Regions from separate parts of the Mus musculus genome. Here region 1 is linked to region 2. The links are chromatin contacts, called in public HiCAR-type maps. All regions are on one chromosome and are shown on one strand. Each heading gives the region's core, a stretch centred on a gene start, on an enhancer-like site or on the middle of the called end of the contact. The rest is flanking DNA. Distances are from core to core; before and after follow the strand shown. Region 1 holds the start of Mccc2 (methylcrotonoyl-Coenzyme A carboxylase 2 (beta)). Region 2 holds the start of Hexb (hexosaminidase B).

The links. HiCAR-type assays count read pairs that join an accessible place to other places.
Region 1: a contact with region 2 is called in a HiCAR-type map of astrocytes, with 2.7 times the contacts expected there. The contact joins the promoter of Mccc2 here to the promoter of Hexb in region 2. A contact is called at or near these places in 1 of 39 promoter capture datasets (liver) and 1 of 115 datasets of contacts at active chromatin or transcription factors (astrocytes).

Annotation. Positions count from the first base shown.
Region 1 is chr13:100,013,540-100,017,005 of GRCm38.p6, reverse strand. It overlaps Mccc2 (methylcrotonoyl-Coenzyme A carboxylase 2 (beta)), which reads left to right and starts at 1,367. Exons shown (of 17, transcript NM_030026.2): 1 at 1,367-1,620. The coding sequence starts at 1,492.
Region 2 is chr13:97,196,074-97,199,765 of GRCm38.p6, reverse strand. Hexb (hexosaminidase B) reads left to right here and starts at 1,409. Exons shown (of 14, transcript NM_010422.2): 1 at 1,409-1,740. The coding sequence starts at 1,505.

The sequences.
Region 1 (3,466 bases), core at 118-2,617, 2.8 Mb before region 2:
TCGTTGCCAGGAATAAATGTTTCGTTCAGCTCAAATGCTCTGCTTTGGTTTGTTTTCTTTTACATTTCTTGGATGCCATGTGAATCTTTAAGTTATTTTCCACATTACAAGATCTTATTTGGGGTCGGCTTGTAGCAAGATAGAATGCTTATGTCATGGTGAACTCACTTTGATTTGACTTAGGCCTTCGTTTTTCTTAGATTTTAAAAAAGCTGGCCATTTCTGGAGCTAGGGAGGGCTCAGTGGGTAAAAGCACTGGGTTGAGCAGGGGCAGAAGGATCAGAGGTTTCTAGCTGCACACCTCGCTGCAAGTTCAGTGAGAGACTTGGTTTCAAAGGAATAAGGCAGAGTAATGGCTTGATACTGACATTCTCCAGCTTCCATGTGTCCATGTGTGCTTCTGTACACACACCGTACCCACGTCTGTACACACAAAGTGCCACTCCTTCTAAATTAGCACCATTTAATATAGTAGGCATGTTTCACCTACTCTCTCTCTCCTCTGTGTGCATGTGCGCGCGCGCACACACACACACACCTAGAGCCTTTTGCATTCTAGGCAAGCGTTCTACCACTCAGCCCAACACTATTTGTATGATGACATTGTCTTCAAGATTCATGTTAAAACAGTTGGTTTCAGACAATGTCTCATTTTGTTGCCCACCCTAGCCTCTAAATTCTTCACTTAGTAGTCTGTGGACTCTTCACTTAGTAAGCTACAGAAACTTTGACAAGCCTTCTATCAATTGGTTTACCATAGTTTTCTGTGGGTCGGGCTTCTTTCTTGAAGCTGCAGAGTGGTAGAGTCTATGGTCCCCAAGGGAGACAGAGCGACCAAGCCTGGCTCCCATCTTAGTTATGTGTTTCTACCCAATCTGGCTTTTATTCGGGTGCTATTCTCCTACAGCATCTTTCCTCCTAGGGCACAGCCGACCCTCTCCTTAGCCTGTTCATCTTTCTGATGCTCCTGGCGCTTTTACTTTGCTCATGCTGTAGTAACACGTAAGCATTCAATAAAGTGTGCGAGTCAAAACAAAACAAAACAACACTAAGGCACTTCGCAGAGTGTTTTTAATCCTTATTGGTGTGAAGATCCCAGTACTGATGTCTACAATCTGTCACATTCTAAAAATGATCAGGTGTGCTGAAGCTCTGCAGTACATGGGCTAGAGGCGGGTGCATGCTTGTGACAAACGCTTCGGCAGGACAGCAGCCACTTATCTGTTCGCTCTACTCGGCCCAGTGTTCCTGGGCTCGCGATGGAACCTGGACTCGCGCAGCTGCTCTTCTGCGCCTCATTGGCGGAGTAGAGAGGCGTGGCGCGCAGCGCCGACCAATTGGAGGTGGTCTGCGATGGCACGTGTGCGGGGCTGGCCTGGGAGCTGATGGACCAGGGCTGGTGCTGCAAGGACTCTGGAGGAGCAGCCCCCAGGAGCTGCAGAACCGAGCTGCAGGGCCGCTCTCTTTCTCTTTTGGGTGTTTGCCATCGCCATGTGGGGCGCGCTGAGGTCAGCTCTGCGACCGTGCTGTCGGGCTGCTGTACCCCCGCAGCGTGCCTATCACGGGGACTCAGTGGCCCGACTGGGCACCCAGCCTGACTCGGCCTCCTCCACCTACCAGGTAGGTTGAGCGAGCGTCCTGGAGGCCTGTTCGCCTTCCTGCCCCGGAGTCATCGGAGGCCAGAGGGTGGGCATGCTTGGATCTCTGCTGTTCTTTCCTTTGCAGCTTCAGGCGTCATTCTGGGACTCAGTAGGGTCCTGTGAAGTTTGCAGAAGGAAGTCGTTCCAGTGAGATTTTAGTTCACTTTTAGGACTGGTACTGGCATTTTGTGTCACTCAAATCAGTGGTTCTCAAAACCCCACAAAGCATTGTCGCTTGGACAACTTACAAATGCCCGAGACCGGTTTGGCAACTTTGTAATCACGAAGTTGTGGTCCTCGTGTTTGCATGGCTGGGTATATTCTTTAGCGGTCTTGTGGCAGCCACCTTTAGGAACTACCATAGCACGATAGTTTACACTCTTCCGCTTAATAGTTATATTAACAATACACAGCTCACAATGTCTTTACATAGCTTTTCTTGGGACTGAGTGGCTTCCCCTGGCCAAAGAAGCAACTCATAATTTGTGAAGTATCAAAGCTGGAACATTTAAATCTGTTTCATGGCCTCTACAGATAACGTCTGAATTATTCATAGAACCAGCAGTTATTTGCCAGGGAAGAAGTTAACTTAGTTAAGCACTAAGTTGTTTGTGCGGTATTTTAAGTATTTGGCCTGGATGTGTAGGAATGAAAGTCATTTGGGGCTGGGAAACGTTAACTAGAAATCAGATAGCTGTGCGGCTGTGTGGTAAGAGGTGTCCTAGCCCTGAAGGGCTGAAGGCACCTAGAGCACACAGAGCAGAAGCAGGTGGATCTTTGTGAGGTTCGGTCCACCTTGATCAACAAAGCCAGTTCCTGGACAGCCAAAGTTACAAAATAACTTCTCAAAAAAACTACCACCACCACTACAACAAAATACAACTACTATATACTAATTGTACAAAGTAATAAATACACTTCACTATATGTACATACATGACTCTCTTATCTCCTCTCCACTCTTTTGCTGTCTCCTTTTCTCTTTCCAAGTAGTCCTTATACTTTCATGTCCCTAAATTGTACATCTAACCTAGATTCTGCATGTGAGAGAAAATGTGGTATTTGTTTCCCTGCCTCCCTACTGTGATGATCTCTAGTTCCAACCATTTCCTTGAACATAGCTATTTTATTATTTTTAGGACTATCTTGTTTAGTTTTGACAGTTTCATACAGAAATACAGTGTATCTTTTTGTCTGTTTTGAGGCAGGGATTTTTATTTTCCTGAGTAGCCCTGGCTGTCCTGGCTTTGTAGATCAGCTCTGTAGACCAAGCTGAGCATGGTCATCACCTGCCTCTGCTTCTGTGGTTTAAGGCGTGTGCTACCACGCCCAGCTGGTGTATCTCGATGTTATCTGTTCCCAGTTCCCCTTCCCAGTCTCCCTAGACACTTCCCAATGTGTCCCTCCCTCCCACCTACCTTCCCATATCCTTCTAATACCTTTTAATACCACCTTAAAAACTAGCTGAGTCCTATTGTTGCTAATTGCTACAATGTTGACTGATCGTTGGCTTGGTCTTGTGCGGGTCTTGTTTAGGTAGCCACAACTGCAGTGAATTCATGAGCACAATAGCTATGTCACATCCAGAGGACAGCTCTCCTCCCCAGCCTTTGGCTCTTCCAGTATTTCCACTCCCTCTTACATGATGTTCCCTAAGCGTGCGTGTGTGTGTGTGTGTGTGTGTGTGTGTGTGTGTGTGTGTGTGGTGTAACTATCTCATTTTAAGACTGAGCACCTCACAGTTGCTTATCCTCGGCACTTAGATAGTTATCAATCTCTCCATTAGCTGCTATCCACTCCATAGAGAAGCTTCGCGGACAGAGGTT
Region 2 (3,692 bases), core at 160-2,659:
GGGTTATATTTCTGTGCTCTTGTAGGATACAACCCAATTTTTGAACTACTTAGCAGTCTTCTTTTTTTTTAAAAAAATTTTTTTTTCCTGTGTGTGTATTAGTCAGGGTTCTTTAGAGTCACAGAACTTATAGAATGTCTCCAAATATTAAGGGAATTTACTGTGATGACTTACAGCCTGTAGTCCAACTAACCCAACAATGGTCAGCTGTGAATAGGAAGTCCAAGAGTCTAGTAGCTGCTCAGGCCCACGAGGCTCATTGTTTCAGCTGGTCTTCTGCAGAAGTAGGTTCTAACAGATGTGTTGGCAACTAAGTGCAAGCAGGCGAAGAATGAATCCTCCTTCTTCCAAAGTCCTTATGTAGGCCTCAGCAGAAGGTGTGGCCCAGATTATAAGGTAAATACCAACAGGCTTGGATCTGGGACTTGCTTTGTTCCAGGCTGACCTTGAACTCAAAGCTCTCCTTGCCTCATTCTCCTGGGATTAAAGGTGTGTCCTACCTAGCCTGGGCCTAAGCTTTTCATGGCCACTATGTCTCAAGATCTCTGTGTCAAGATCTAGGTCAGAATCTTGTGTCTCCCAGCCTCAAGATCTGGATCACAGGTGAGCCCTCTAATTCTAGATTGTAGTTCATTCCAGATATAGACAAGATGACAACCGGGAATAGCCCCCACAATGTGTATGGGTGTTTTATCTGTATGTACATCTGTGTACCACATGCGTGCCTGGTAACCTCAGAGGCCAGAAGGGTGAAGTATTCCCTGGGACTGGAGTTATTGGCAGTTGTGAGCCACCAAGTGGGTGCTGGAAATTGACCCCCCCCCCCGGTTCTTTTTGAGAACAGAGTTCTTAACTGCTGAGCCATCTCTCCAGCAATCTTCTAGCATCTATTTACTTACTAAGTTGCCTTCCTGTGATTAGACATACTGTAATCTCTGATTACACATATGCACGTTCGCCCTAGCTAATCGTTATAAAGGTCCTTGGAAAACTATACATCGACATTAATCTCCACTACAGAAATATTCTCTTTGTATCACTTTAATATTTATGTAGTCCATCGCGTCTATCCCAAGTTTTAAATGCTCCCCCTATCTATTTTTTTTTCCATGCATAAATTTTAACCTCCCATTACTTCCAAAGTCAACTCCTGGGAATTCTGACTCGGGAGGTTTTATCAATCAGAGTCCACCACCGTCAGATTTAGTGACAAAAACACTACCTGAAGAGTGGAGGAAGAGACAGGTCTTGCCTGTCAGTGGGCTGCACAAACAAGTTCCTCAGGCGTGACAGGCGTGAGCCACACCCCAGCATCCCGGCTAGAGCGCGACCGCCTCTGCACCGAGCCTGCCCCCAATTTCCGGGCCAATCCCCTCTCGGAGGCGGAGCCCGGGCGGGGAGCTCGGTCATCTGACTTGGTGACCCGGGCACGGATGCTTTCTTCCCAGCGACCCAGACTGGAAGGTTGGTCCAAAGACTGCCTAGCCAGACTCGCGGAGCAGTCATGCCGCAGTCCCCGCGTAGCGCCCCCGGGCTGCTGCTGCTGCAGGCGCTGGTGTCGCTAGTGTCGCTGGCCCTAGTGGCCCCGGCCCGACTGCAACCTGCGCTATGGCCCTTCCCGCGCTCGGTGCAGATGTTCCCGCGGCTGTTGTACATCTCCGCGGAGGACTTCAGCATCGACCACAGTCCCAATTCCACAGCGGGCCCTTCCTGCTCGCTGCTACAGGAGGCGTTTCGGCGGTGAGCAGCCCCACCCAGCGGGGAGGGGACCTTGGGCACAGAGAAGGATCGCCGGGCTACTTGGGTCTCACAGGACTGGAAGACAGCATGACTAGCCAGTCTAACTTAGGTCCAAACTTTGCAGACTGAAGCCCAAGACTTGACCTGTTCATGCTTCTTCTTTCGCGCCCTAGGTGCTCAGGGACCCTACTTAGGATGGGTTCCGAATAACAACGGCCGGGCGTGGTGGCGCACGCCTTTAATCCCAGCACTCGGGAGGCAGAGGCAGGTGGATTTCTGAGTTCGAGGCCAACCTGGTCTACAGAGTGAGTTCCAGGACAGCCAGGGCTATACAGAGAAACCCTGTCTCCAAAAACCAAAACAAAACAGAATAACAATGGAACCCGTGACTCTGCTGGAGTCAGTTTGTTGGGCCTCAGATGGGCAGTTGAGATGACTCCAAAGATAGGGAGGGAACAAGGTCCTAGCCTGCAGAGTGAACCTCCTCTGAGTGCATCCTTAGATACGGATCTTTTAAGGGCCCTAGGTATCCCCAGTGTCGCTTTCAGCTCCGTATGTGGCAACAATTCAGATATCTTTAGTCTCTTCAGTTTTTTTTTCGTTAAGTGTATATGACTGCATGAATTTATGTGTACCGCATGTGTGGAGATACCTGCAGATGCCCAGGGCATGAAATTTTGGAGTGAGCCCCTAATGCGGGTGCTGAGAGCCGAACCTGGGTCCTCTGTAAGAGAGTAAGAGTTCTAAACCTCTGAGCTCTGGGGTGGTAGTCAGGGGAATGGGGGAAACCTTAAGTTGAAACTTTATAGGAGACCTCCCCCTTCCGAGCTATGTTCCATACCTAATAATGTTAGGTATTCAAATGTTAGTCTTTCCAAATGGCCTTTCAAGTGGCTCTTAAGTAACATCTGCTTTTCTTCTTGTTTTCCCAACACTTGGCAGTAGTTGCTCTGTCTTCCTCTCTAATAGGTTTCCTAAAAACCCTTGCCTCATTTAGCACTTAACTGTCAAGCCGGGCATTCTCTGGGCACAGAGTGCCAGCCATAGGTAGGCACCCTTGCCAAGAACAGGGGCTGTGCTAACCTTATTGGTTGCAGGGTAGATTGTATTTGGGACGGTATTTGAATGGGATCCCCCCTCTGCCCTCTCGATTTGAGACCTGGGCGGAAGGGTCTGCCCCCTGGGAACTGTAATTTGGTGCTAGCTGTGTCGCCTGCTTTCACTTCTTCTCTGTGTCTGGTGCATATAGCTATAACTTGATTTTGCCTGCAGGACACCAAACAGCTGACCAGGGAATGCAAAACAAAGTTAAGGGTGGGTGTTTTAGGCTCTTTGCTGTGGAAGGTTCAGTGGAAGAGGCCCTGATGCAGCAGAAACAGCGGGGGTTCTCTGCCACAGAAAGGCTAATGCTTTGCTTATAATTTGCACAACTAAGAGGGTACTGTCACCCTATTTTGGAGGCCTGCTCTAAAAAGCCTTTGGAGTTGAATTGCTAATGGGCTGGAATGCTTTGTGGCCCACAGGTAGAGCGAAAAATGTACAACTAAAGTGCCTGGTAGTATTGGGGTATCCCGGATTGTAGCCCAGCTACTGGACTGAATAACGTCTGAAAAGCGGCTTGCTTGATTTAGAGCTGGCGGTCAGGCTGGATTTTCCTTTTGCCTTGCTTGAGCAGGCGAGTTACTTGTTAATGGATACAAAGTGACAAAGGCTTGAGTCAGCTAGGAGGTAGTTTGAAAACAGGCTTGCCATCTCACAATAAGACCTGGTCATTGTCACCTGGAGGATTTGTCCAACTAATGTGTGGCCAGTGTGGGAAGTAGCTAGTAATCGCACCTGGCGTTGTTTGGAAGCTGGTTGGGTTTTTCTGTTTGTTTGTTTGTTTTTCGAGACAGGGTTTCTCTGTGTAGCCCTGGCTGTCCTGGAACTCACTCTGTAGACCAGGCTGGCCT